Regions from separate parts of the Arachis hypogaea genome. Here region 1 is linked to region 2. The links are chromatin contacts, called in public Hi-C maps. All regions are on one chromosome and are shown on one strand. Each heading gives the region's core, a stretch centred on a gene start, on an enhancer-like site or on the middle of the called end of the contact. The rest is flanking DNA. Distances are from core to core; before and after follow the strand shown.

Region 1 (6,795 bases), core at 970-3,469, 86 kb before region 2:
TAATATTTTGAGTCATTGTTATAACAAATACTATACTATTTAATATTATAACACTTAGCATATATAAAAGTTGGATATATTTACAAGACATTTTTTAATTCAAATTAAAAAAATTAATTATCTCTTTTTTTAGTCTTAAATATTATTTTCTAATGTAACAAAAAAGTAAAAATAACAATAATCATTCACATAATTAAAATAGATAATCTTAATATATACATGACACTATATATATTAAGGATTATTATATGTAATATATAATTTTTTTCTTTTCTGTAATAACTATTTGTATAATTTATTGAACAATTTTTTCATCTTAATATTTAATAAATTTAACACACAAAATATTATTTAACATACAAAATAAGTAACTTAAGTCATCATTTAAGACAATAAGTAAAATAGTGTAAATACTTATTTATTTATTAGTAGTAAAAAAATATGTAAATAGTATAAAAATAATAATAAAGGTTATTAATTAAGTTAATTACATAATTAAAAAATTATGAAGAATTTTTTAAATAATAATAAAAAATAAGATCACTATTATCACATATTACAAAATTTATGAAAAGAATTTTGGATAATAAATCAATTCTCAATAGATTATACATTAATTCTGTAAAAAATAAATAAATAATCAATACATTGGATATTATTATTTACGTACTAATATAATATATATTATCGATTATTGAGCTTATAATTAATTTTTAACTCAATTTTTGGTAATTAATATTTAAATGATTGAAATTATTAAATGTTGAATATTTTGCATCTAACCAATTAATTTTTTTATTGAAATTAAAAAGAGATGAGTTGTTAATCAATTCTAAATTTAAAATTAAATTTGAGTAGAAAACTAAAAAATATTTTAAATTTTATCTCACTAACCAGAATTCCTTTTAAGATAAGAAATTACTTTGTACATCATATATATTGTAGGATAGTATGGTCATTTGTTATTTTTTAATGATAAATATTGTCAAATAAAATTGTGTAAGAAATTAGAAGAAAATGTATTTACAAGTTTAGAAAATATTAATTTATTTTCTAATAGAATAAATTATATTGAATAATAAAAGTTGTTATTGGTTTCTTTTTACATTAACTAATACTCAACGATAGTGTTTTAGTACACCATGTTATCAAAAAATATTAATCAATCTAATAACTTTTGTAATGACATAAATTTATGAATTTAAAAATTTAAAAATCATTTCATAAAATGTGAAGTTTTAACAAGTAACAATGTTGATCATATTATTTTGAATTTAAGAATGAATACGATACCAACAAATAAAATTGTCCCATGTAAATTTTAATAAAGACAAAAGTCCATAAGTATTGCTATTAATAAAAAATTATTTTATTTTAAAGACAAATATAATTTTTTTCTACGAATTTCCTAACTCGGCAAATCGAGGACTAATCCACCATATATTGATGCTCTATTTATTAAAGATCTATCGCTAACTAATAGATTATTATACACACATGATGAGATTCGAATTCCAAATACTTATTTAAGCGGACAAAAGAGATGGTCATTCAACCAATCCAAATTGATTAAAACAAATATTAATTATTTTAATATTTTTGTGTTGTAAAATATTTATAATAATAATTACAATAGATATTTTTTATTTAAATTTTAATAAAAAAAATTTATATAATTTTATGTATTACTCTATACCGGACACAAAAAATACACTAGTTCAATTAAAATTTGATACACCAATTTAAATTACGTATACGGTTTAAGGATTTAATTTAATTATTTACTCTAATTTGTTTCTGCTAACTTTTGGGTTTATGATTGTGATCACTCTTCAACATTGTTACACAGATTTCCTTTTAAAACTTAGTGACATATTGTCGGTCAATTGATTGAAATTGATGTAGAGTCCCACAAGTAAAAAAAAAATAATAAATAAGGATGCTAGATCCTCACATGGATTAATTAAAACCAAATATCAATTCGTTTTTAATTTAATTATGAATGCCACAATTTAAACGTTTGAAGCAAATTAAAATCTACCCCACGTGTTACAAAGTACAAACATAAAGTATACTATTTTTTCCTTTTTTTTTATTTCTGATGTATATCTTCAATTCTTCATAGTGTTTTTGTGTTCCGACTTCTGACATACCTTCTTTGTCCACAAGATTAAGGCCCTAGTTTGTATAAACTTAGGGACTTTTCTCACCCCATAAAGGAAAAAGCTTATGGACTTTGCTTTAATCATGCCCATTGCTGTCTTCAAATTGAATGGACCATTTAATCTTTACCAAAAATGTTGACTAGCTCACTGTGGACCAAAAAAAAAAAAAAAAAAACAGAAATAGTTGAAAGCTAATGCTTCTGGTCAAAACGTTGAAAGCTAATGCTTGATAACACTGGGAAAGATTTAAGTTTTACAATCCGAGTGAAGTTTCATGACCACAAAAAAACATCGGGTGAAGGTTAATAATTTAATATAACTTAGAAAAAAACTATTTGTATTCACAATGGACAAAAATCCTCAAAAAAATCAAGATTATATCTATAAACCATAGGTTCTATACGATAAAAATATCCAAATTCTAAATTTTTATTGACTTTAAAAAAAAATCGTAAATTATCTCATCCTTTATCTTTAACTCACCTATATCTCTTTTTCTTCAAATTCCAAATTAACATTTTTGCTTTATTTCATGGTTCATCTAACAATGGAAACTAATGAAGCAGTATCTTACCTGCAATTGGTGTCTTATTCGTGATATTGTACTTTATATGTATCAGCGCATAAGTCACATGTACAATGAAAACTTTTTTTAGGGGCACAACTATTCTTAGCGACAAAAAGGGGAAGAGAAAGAGTTTAAAAGAAGAAATATCAACACTAAACATATCCCTTCTAATTTCAAATCATTTTTAAAAAAATAAGAATTTCAGTTGAGTTTGTTAATTGATATTTAGATTTTTTACATCTAACAAAAAAATTGTATATAAAATTGATTATTAGGTACAAAAAATTAAATTAGAAAAAACTCTAATAGATAAAATTAAAATAACTAACTGACTTTCTCCTTAAAGGTATCAGGTCCTTGTGCTCTAATTGTTGGTTCGAGAGAGAGAGAGAAAGAGAGAGAGAGAGAGTTTTCAACTATATTGAAGTATGAATGATGCAGTTACGACAGAACTGATTAGAGAGATATTGTTATTTATAGAGTTGTTATTCTAACTGACTCTCTAACAAATTCCAATAACAGCCTAACGCTGAGTTAGCACTATAACTAACTTACTGATGCAATACATAACTAACTACTCTTCTTCACTTATACTATCATGCCCCCTCAAACTCAAAGAGGAAAGAAGTTCAACTTTGAGTTTGTTGCGAAAAGCCAGAAACTTAGCGGACGGAACAACCTTGGTCAAGACATCGGCCAATTGAGCAGTGCCAGGAATGTGATGAACTTGGAGCACACTCTTGGTGACAAAATCTCTAACAAAATGGAAATCAAGCTCAAAGTGCTTGGACTTTGAATGAAGAATGGGGTTTGCAACTAGCAAAACTGCACTCATATTATCACAGTAGATCTTAGGGACGCTCGGCAACAAGACCCGAAGCTCTGCCAACAACTTCCTTAGCCAGATGAGTTCGACAACAGCTAAGGCAAGGGATCGATACTCAGCCTCGGTACTAGAACGGGCTACCACGGACTGCTTCTTCGAAGTCCAGGAAATCAAATTATTGCCAAGGAACACACACATATCATTGGTGGATTTGCGATCATCTGGATCACTTCCCCAATCAGAATCACTATAAGCAGTGAGAGACAAAGGAGCAGCTTGTCGCAAGTGCAGGCCATAGTCAGTAGTGCCTGTAAATACCTCAAGATGCGTTTGACCGCTTGCCAATGCTCCTCAGTTAGGGCATGCATGAATTGGCAAACCTTATTGACACAATAAGCAATCTCAGGCCGTGTCACTGTGAGATATTACAAGCTGCCCACAACAGTTCTATACAAGGATGGATCATTAAAGGATGCACTGCCGGTGGCCGAAAGTTTGAAAGTGGATGGAAGTGGAGTAGCACATGACTTTTAATCAGCCATTCCTGCTTTGACAAGCACATCCTGGACATATTTCCCTTGATTAAGGAGGATGCCCTCTTCAGCTGAGCGAGTGACCTGGATGCCAAGAAAATAATGCAAGGCTCCCATATCTTTCAAAGCAAATTGAAAGTCAAGTTGACGAATGACACCATTAATTTTGGACTGTGAACTGCCAGTGATGATAATGTCATCAACATATATCAAGATAAAAATGGTAGAGGTAGGGGAGAAACGAGTCAACAAAGAGGAATCAGATCGAGTAGGAGAGAAACCAAGTGCCTACAACACCCCTATAAGCTTAGTGTACCAAGCTTGAGGTGCCTGCTTAAGACCATACAACGCCTTAGTCAACTTGCACACCATGGAGCTGTCACCCTGCTCATACCCTTTTGGCTACTGCATATAGACATCTTCAAATAAGTCACCATGGAGAAATGCATTATTCACATCCAACTGCCAAGTTGGCCAGGACCATGAGAGAGCAAGTGAAAGAACCAACCGGATCGTAGTTGGCTTCACTACTGGACTAAACGTCTCCTTATAGTCCATACTAGGACGCTGATGAAAGCCCTGGGCAATGAGCCGGGCTTTGTACTTGTCAAGAGAACCATCAGGTTTATACTTAACCCGAAACACCCACTTCGAGCCAATAGCCTCTCTATTCGTAGGAAATGGCATCAATTGCCAAGTATAATTCCTGATCAATTCATCATACTCAGTATTCATGGCTGCTCTCCAATTAGGATCTGCAAGAGCTTGTTTGGTTGTACGGGGTTCTAAAGAGACCTGAAGAGCCCGAGATTTACGGATGCCTGCCTTTCATCGAGTAATCATGGGATGAACATTCTGAATAGGCGGAGGAGGATTATAAGGGAGAATAATATCAATATCTAAGGTTGGGATAGGGATGGGAATGGTAGAGGGAGCAGCAAGGGTTGATGAGCAGCCTAAAACAGAAGAAGGTATACTGAGCAAGAAGGAGGGCTGGGAGGGAAGGGTAGGCGAGGGGGATGGTGCAGGTGGTGGAGGTTGAGGTCGAGGTGGGATGATTGGAACCAGTGGGATAGAGGGTGTAGACGCAGGCAGAGAGTCCGAATTAGAACCAGTTGAAGAGCCACAGTTAAGGAACTTGGAACTAGCAAAGGGAAACTTGGTTTCATCAAAGATTACATCTCGAGTCACAATCACCCTCTTTGAGGCAAGAAGGCATTTATAACCTTTTTGTGAAGTGCCATAGCCAATGAACATAGCTGGGGCAAATCTGAAGTCCAATTTATACCGATTGTAGGGCCTTAAATGTGGATAGCACAAGGAACCAAAGATCCGGAGATGATCATAGGCCGGATGCCTGCCATACAAAACATCAGTAGGTGACTTGTTGCTCAAAATAGGTGTTGGCAGGGCATTAATAAGCTGAACAGCAATGGTGAAGGCATCACCCCAGAATCTCAGCGGCATAGAGGCTGTGGCAAGCAAAGTTAAGCCCATTTCTACCACATGGCGATGCTTGCGCTCAGCAGAACCATTCTGTTGGTGAATGTGCGGGCAGGTGAACCTGTGAGTGATATCTTTTTCTTGCAGCTGTTTAGACAAACTCACATACTCAAGTACATTATCACTCTGAAAACTCTTCAATTTGGTATTTAACTGTAATTCACCATACTTTGAAAATATGCAAAACTGATTTAAGCTGAGCTCTAGTTTTGATCAGATAAATCCAAGTATGTGAGGGAGCTGGTCCCCAAATATCGGAATACACAAAGTTCAAGAGGCTTGGTATACACTGAATTTGAGCGAGCAAATGGCATTTGATGCGACTTGCCAAGACAACAAGCATGACAGACAGATTTATTTGAAATAGAAAAAGAGAGTTTACAATCTTTAAATACATGAGACAAGACACTATTAGACGGATGACCGAGTCTGGCATGCCATAGGGTAGCCTTATCGTCAGGCATGACACTTGAAAGAAGGGCTGCAGGTGCATTAGGTGAAGCCAATGAGAAATTGAGAAATTTGTAGAGTTCTCGATCAACAATGCCTCTGAGGACAACTTCTTTAGAATCTTGTGTTTTAACACAGCAACCAGAGTCATGGAACTCAAAAAAGACCTTGTTATCACAACAAAATTTGTAAACACTTAGCAAATTCTTGGTTATATTTGGCACATGCAGCAACTTATGAACAATCAAAGATTTAGAGCTCAAATCAGAATTTACAACAGCATTTCCAACAAGATTAATGTGCAAACCTGTGCCGTTTCCAACAATCACCTCCTTTGATCCTTTATACGTTGCTTTGTTCATCAGATTTTGCTCGTTTTGAGTCATATGATGAGTGGCACCAGAGTCCGGGTACCAGTTCTGATCATGTAGAGTTGTTGGCGTGGCTGATGGTGATTTTGGAAAACAAATTCCAACACACATAACTCACCGGCAAGTGTACTGGATCGCATCAAGTAGTAATAACTCACATGAGAGAGGTTGATCCCACAGGGATTAAAGGATTGAGCAATTTTAGTTTAGTGGTTGATTTAGTCAAGCAAATAAGAGTTGAATTAAGTGATTTGTAGCCGACAGAAGTTAAATTGCCTGAAATGTAAAGGGAGAGGGAAGAATTGCAATAAATTAAGGAGAATAGAAAATAAAAAGTGCTAAATCTTAAAGAACAAGTAAATTAAATGACAGAAACTTA
Region 2 (6,883 bases), core at 96-2,595:
TAAGGATGGAAGGGGAGGAGATAGGTGGTTCCTCCATTACTATCGGGACTGGCATTTACACTAGGGGAGCAGACTTGATGCAGTCATTTCTATTGAGCGTGTGGCAGATCCGGGTCCATCAGCGGATTACTTAGATTGGTGGTACCGCGGGGCTCATAGGTTCCTTAGCCCAGGGGCTGCATTCACGGATCCCAGGGGCACCGAGATACCTGAGGAGGCATTACAGAGAGGTTCGTCACAGGTCCCACGCAGATCACAACTTCCTCATATGCCAGATAACCGCCGTGTTGAGAGACGCCGTCGTGTTGGTCCTCGTGAGTCCGGTCGAGAGTGGCGATGGATATATGATATGCTGCACGAGGATGACGCAGGAGGGGAGGCTGCTGATGTGGGCGGTCACCGTGTTCGCCGGTCTAGTGCCAGACGTCGGGGTCATGAGGGTGCTACCCAGTTCGGTGGTGGAGTTAGTGGGACCACGGGGACTGAGACTGCAGGCGATACATTCACTCAGTCTTTTACACCTACGATGACTATGGATGTAGATGATCAGATGGGCAGTGCACACTTTTATTCAGATTTTGCTCTGCTTCGTACCACAGGTACCGAGCTTCTGTAGTATGCTGAGCTTAATCTCTGCCAATGTACTTGAAGATCGAATAAAAATACTAACCGGTTCTCTATCTGTGAATTTCACACCGTGGCGTTTGCTCTTTTGAATTTTTCCAGAGCAATGGACCAGAGCCACAAAACTATCCTCCCCATCCATTTGTGAATAACACTCCACCTCTCCACATTTGGCCCCTCCATGGTTTATATAGGAAACCCAATGACACAGAATACACGTAAACCGTTATGGCCACCAGCGGTTTATGCACGCATTTCAACAAACATAAACCACTGCTGGCAGCAGCAGTTTATGAAGAACCATAAATAAACAGAATCCGCTGCAGGCTCTAGCGATTTCTGTGCAATTATAAACCGCTACTGACAGTAGCGATTTATATAATATAATGAAACAACGTATTTGCGTAACTATTTTTAAAACAATGCGTTTGCGTAAATTTGAAGTTGAAATAATTTAAAAACATAAATTACCCTATATAATATATAATATATATATAATAGAGAGTATTTTAGACTTTTTATATATAGAGATTAAACAGTTAGTAAAAACCTCTATTTCCGTCTTTATCCCGTATGTTATACAAACTCCATCTTTATTTTTGGAGATACAAAATTGTTCCCATAACTACTCTCGGCAGCAAAATATCCGTGGATACCCACCTCGCAGGGTTTTTGCCATCCCTAAATTCTCATATACTCTATCTCAGACTATTATAATGCAGTTAAAATCCGAAAAAAGTAAATGGACAAAAACCCTAAATTTGAAAGACTACTAAGGTCAAAAGGCATGTTCATTCAGACTTGTGAGAGAAGCAATATAATAATTACTATATATTGCGAGTGCTGACACGACGGAAGAGTGAAGACCAACAACTGAACAACATAATGCACTGTGCACATACACACACAAAACACAAAAACTCCCATAACCACTAAGCATTTGACTCCCCCCCAATTTCCCTTTCTCTAAACACGGTCTTCTTCTTCTTCCCTCAGGTTTTAGGGTTTTTATTTTTCTTTCTTTCATCATCTTCCTCTCAAAGAAGAAAACATTCTACCATCCCAACGCCACCATGCATCACCCTGACTACAACCATCGTCAGCCACCGCCATTTCGCCGCCACTTCTCGAAGCCAATCGATTTTCACCCTAACCACTACCGTCCGCCGGGACCTCCAAATCCCATCGCCTTCCAGGCTCCCAATTTTGTTCTCCACCTCCGCCGCGGCCGCCGCCATCTCCGCCGCGACCTCATAAACTCGATCATCTCCCAGTGCCCTTCCAAACCACAATCTTTCTCAATTTTGCCCTATTCCTCCGACCATAACTACCACCGCCGTTCCTCGTCCACCGTCGATGCGGCGATCCTCAATTTCCTTCAGTGGGTGGACACGCTCAACGCCGTTGCGTATCTCTGGGAAACGCGACTCGACGGCATGCACGACCTAACTCCGGAGCTGAAGTCCAATGTGATGGTCCCTTCCGACGAGGACGAACTCTATTCTCGGCTACGCGCTGTCTTCGCGCGTCACGTGAAGAGTCTCATGCAAGAAGCGAAGGAATTGAAGCGTTGGGAAGGGGAGAGTGAGCGATTAACGAAGGAGATCGCGGGTATGGAGCCACAGAAGAAGAACAAACATTATCAAGTTGGGGAATTTTTTCAGATGAATGAGAATAAGAAAAGGTTTGAGGAAGAGAAAAATCTGGTGGAACGGAGGGTGAGGGAATTTCGGTGCGCCATGGAGTGCCTACTGAAGCTTCTAGAAGAGAAGGGTGGTGTTGATGAGGAAAGGAATGAAGGGGTTACTGGTAATTATTATTATCATGATTATGATTATGATGCTGTGTTTAGGTTTGATGGAAGGTTGAATTGGAAGAGGGTTCACAGTATTATTATGAGGGAGCGTCGTAGACTTGAGGAGGGTTTGCCAATTTACGCTTACCGGAGGGATATTCTTCACGACATTCATCATCAGCAGGTATCTTACTCTAGAAATTTCAGAATCAAAAGAAATGCTACATGCACAAAAAAAAAAAAAAAACATCCATCACGTATTTGTGGATACATATATTAAACTCATTTTCAATGTGTATTTTATATTATAACATTTATTCTATGTTGATTTGGTAGCTAAGAGTTTTTTTTACATAGCATAATCGTAAAAAAGAAGTGAATTTTTAAAATTTTAGTTTGCACTTATGTTTGAGGAGGACTAGGGAAAAAATAGATAAATCATAATGTGTGTATTTTTTTTTTGTGATTTTAAAATGGCAACTGCAGTTACGGAAGCCGTTTTTGTGCGGAAAATAAAGGAAAGAAAGGAGCGATTTTTGGAGCATTGGCTAGTGTAGTCTCCTGTTTCCTGTTTAGAATTTTTCGTTTGAGGAAATTACAGTCTAAAGTGAACTTGCTATTTAAAAGCGAAATTTTTGCAAATTTCAGTTTTTTATTAAAAGTTCTATACATAATTTTTTATTTTTGAGGCTTATATATCTCTTGTGATTTGGGGTTGCTCTTACTAGTGTTGTGTTTAAACAGATAACGGTATTGGTTGGAGAGACTGGTTCTGGAAAGAGTACTCAGCTGGTACAGTTTCTTGCGGATTCAGGTGTAGGAGCTGCTGAGTCGATTATATGCACCCAACCCCGAAAAATCGCTGCCAGATCATTAGCTCAAAGAGTACAGGAAGAAAGCAATGGATGTTATGAAGGCAATGCGATCAATAGTTATTCGACATTTTCATCCTTGAATGAGTTTGATTCTAAAATAACATTCATGACAGACCACTGTTTATTGCAGCATTACATGGCTGATAAGAATTTGTCTGGTGTCTCATGCATCATAGTTGATGAGGCTCATGAAAGGAGCTTAAACACTGATCTGTTGTTGGCATTGATCAAGAATTTACTCTGTAGAAGGGTTGAAATGCGGCTTATCATTATGTCTGCCACAGCTGATGCAAAGCAGCTGTCTGAATACTTCTATAGTTGTCGAATTGTTCATGTGCTCGGAAGAAGCTTTCCCGTGGATGTGAAATATGTTCCTTCTGACTATGCAGGACATTCTGAGTCTGGCATTGCCCCTTATGTTTCTGATGTTGTCAGAATGGCAATCGAGATTCACAAAACAGAGGAAGAGGGCACTATTCTTGCATTTTTGACCTCACAGATAGAAGTGGAATGGGCGTGTGACAACTTTGAAGCTCTGTCTGCAGTTGCTTTGCCCTTACATGGGAAACTTTTGCCCGGTGAGCAATTTCATGTTTTCCAGAACTATCCTGGAAAAAGGAAAGTGATATTTGCAACCAATCTTGCTGAGACATCTCTCACAATTCCTGGGGTTAAGTATGTGATAGATTCTGGTTTGATTAAAGATAGTCGATATGATCCTGGCAGTGGGATGAATGTTCTTAAGGTTTGTTGGATTAGCCAAAGCTCTGCTAATCAACGGGCCGGCCGTGCTGGGAGGACTGAACCTGGTCGGTGCTATAGATTGTACTCTGAAGCTGATTATCAGTGCATGGAACAAAATCAAGAACCTGAAATTAGAAGAGTGCATCTTGGTGTTGCAGTTTTGAGGATCCTTGCTTTAGGGGTGAAGAATGTGCAGGAGTTTGATTTTGTTGATGCTCCAAGTCAAAGCTCCATTGAGATGGCTATCCGGAATCTAATCCTCTTAGGAGTCATTCAAATGAAGAATAATGTTATTGAATTAACAAATGAAGGTAGGTACCTGGTAAGAATGGGGATCGAACCTAGGCTTGGTAAACTGATTCTTGGCTGTCTTCATCATACACTGGGTAGAGAAGGCATTGTCCTTGCTGCCTTGATGGCTAATGCTAGCAGCATATTCTGCAGAGTTGGTAGTGAAAAGGATAAGCAAAGATCTGATTGTCTTAAAATGCAATTTTGCCATTGTGATGGCGACCTCTTTACCCTTCTTTCTGTGTACAAGGAATGGGAGGGTTTGCCTCGGGAGAGGAGGAACCAGTGGTGTTGGGAAAATAGTATCAATGCCAAATCTATGAGGAGATGCCAAGACACAATTATAGAGCTAGAATCCTGTCTTGAGCGTGAACTTAACCTTGTTGTTCCCAGTTACTGGCGTTGGACACCCCAAATGCCCTCTGAATGTGATATGTATCTGAAAAGGGTTATACTGTCCTCCCTTCCTGAGAATGTAGCCATGTACTCTGGATGCAAGCAACTTGGTTATGAAGTGGCACAAACTGGACAACATGTTCAGCTTCATCCATCTTGTTCATTGCTTGTATTTGCTCAGAAACCTAGTTGGGTGGTTTTTAGTGAGCTTCTTTCACATTCTAATCAATATTTGGTCTGTGTAAGTGCTTTTGATTTTGAATCATTGCACAGCCTTGACCCTCCTCCCTTGTTCGATGTGTGCAATATGGAAAAGCGGAAATTGGAAACCAGGACATTGTCTGGTTTTTGTTGTACTCTTCTCAAGAAATTTTGTGGAAAAGGCAACGGTAATTTGATTAGTCTTGTGTCACGCATACGGAAAGTTTGTGAGGATGAACGAATTTCCATTGAAGTTAATGTTGACCACAATGACATTCAGTTATATGCCACATCACATGATATGGAAACAGCCGTTCAATATGTAAATGAGGTTTTAGAATGTGAGAAAAAGTGGTTACGTACCGAGTGTATTGAAAAATGTTTGTATCATGGGTCTGGTTTCTCACCTATAGCTTTGTTTGGCTCTGGTGCAGAAATTAAGCATTTAGAACTTGGGAAGCGTTCCCTGAGTGTTGACGTTTGTCACCCAAACACAGATGCAATTGAAGACAAACAGCTCCTGATGTTTTTGGAGAAGAATACCTCAGCAAGTGTCTGTTCTGTCCACAAGTACACATGCACTGGGAGGGATGTTGATGACAGGGAAAAGTGGGGCAGGATTACATTTCTTTCCCCGGATGCTGCTTTAAGAGCTGCTGAGCTAGATGGTGAAGAGTTTTGTGGCTCTCCTTTGAAAATTTCTCACTCACAAACAGCTTCTGGAGATAAATCATTTTTGTTTCCTGCCGTCAAAGCAAAAATCTTTTGGCCTCGTAGGCTTAGCAAGGGGGTTGCGATAGTTAAATGTGACATAAAGGATGTTGACATCATGTTGAGAGATTTCTATAACCTTTCTATAGGAGGAAGGTATGTACGGTGTGAACCTGGTAGAAAGGATGTGGATAGTGTGGTGATAAGTGGGTTTGACAAGGAGCTCTCAGATGCTGAAATTTTAGATGTAGTAAGAAATGCTACAAGTATAAGGATTTCAGACTTTTTCTTGATTAGAGGAGATGCTGTTGGGAATCCACCAGTCAGTGCCTGTGAAGAGGCGCTTCTTAAAGAAATTTCCCCCTTCATGCCCAAGAAAGATCCCCATATTAACTCTTGTCGGGTTCAAGTCTTCCAACCTGAGCCCAGGGATGTATCCATGAGAGCTTTAATCACGTTTGATGGAAGACTACATTTAGAGGCAGCAAAAGCTTTAGAGCAAATTGAGGGAAAGGTGTTGCCAGGATGTCTTTCATGGCAGAAGATAAAATGTCAGCGCGTCTTCCATAGCTCCTTGATAGTTCCTCTGCCAGTGTACCGTGTAATTAGGGAAGAATTGGAGAAAATACTTAAAAGCTTCAGTAATTTAAAGGGTATTTCATTATTTTGTATCTTTTCTTCCTTGGATGTTTGTAACCCATCTTTCTATGCCTCTTTTTGACATTCTAAGCATTTTACTCGTAAAGTACACGCTGCAACTTGATATGTTCTATGCTCTGATTTTTTTCCCTCAATTCCATTGTTCCATTGTGCTGATAGACTTTTATTTTTATTTTTATTATTTTAACCAAAAGGAATGGAGCTTTGGAACAATGGTTTAGTTGCTCCCATAAAGTCACATGTTCAAGTCCTGGAATCAGCTATTGGTTCTTGTGTCTAGGATGCCTACATTATACCCTTGGTTTGCTTCTTCCTAGGACCTTGCATAAGCCGGGACTTGTGCACTATATCCAATTTAGTTTCCTAAAATGTTCTCATCCGTAGATTTGAATATACTTACCTACTTAGATTTCCAGGGTTCTGCCTCAGAAAAGGATGACGACAAAAATGAAGTAGAAATCAGTAGTGCATTTTGATCATTGGTCCGATATGTGCATGTCTATGAATTTGATCATTTGTTCTTTATTAACATTTCATTGTTTTATCTATGTTTGCAAGTTAAATCCACTATCATTACTATGTTGCT

Evidence for each region. A called contact is a pair of places that touch in the nucleus more often than the background predicts.
Region 1: a Hi-C map of leaf shows a contact between it and region 2, with 2.5 times the contacts expected there. The contact joins the enhancer-like site here to the promoter of LOC112715148 in region 2. A contact is called at or near these places in 2 of 8 Hi-C or Micro-C datasets (both in leaf).

What each region holds. Positions count from the first base shown.
Region 1 is chr10:11,054,220-11,061,014 of arahy.Tifrunner.gnm2.J5K5, reverse strand. No RefSeq gene overlaps it. Among protein-coding and RNA genes, the nearest start is that of LOC112719522, 31 kb to the left of the region's middle. Within about 2 kb of position 2,219, at least 2 of the 3 cell types and tissues checked have open chromatin away from gene starts, as enhancers often do.
Region 2 is chr10:10,967,512-10,974,394 of arahy.Tifrunner.gnm2.J5K5, reverse strand. It overlaps LOC112715148 (ATP-dependent RNA helicase DEAH12, chloroplastic), which reads left to right and starts at 1,345. Exons shown (of 3, transcript XM_025766910.3): 1 at 1,345-2,603; 2 at 3,164-6,290. The coding sequence starts at 1,698.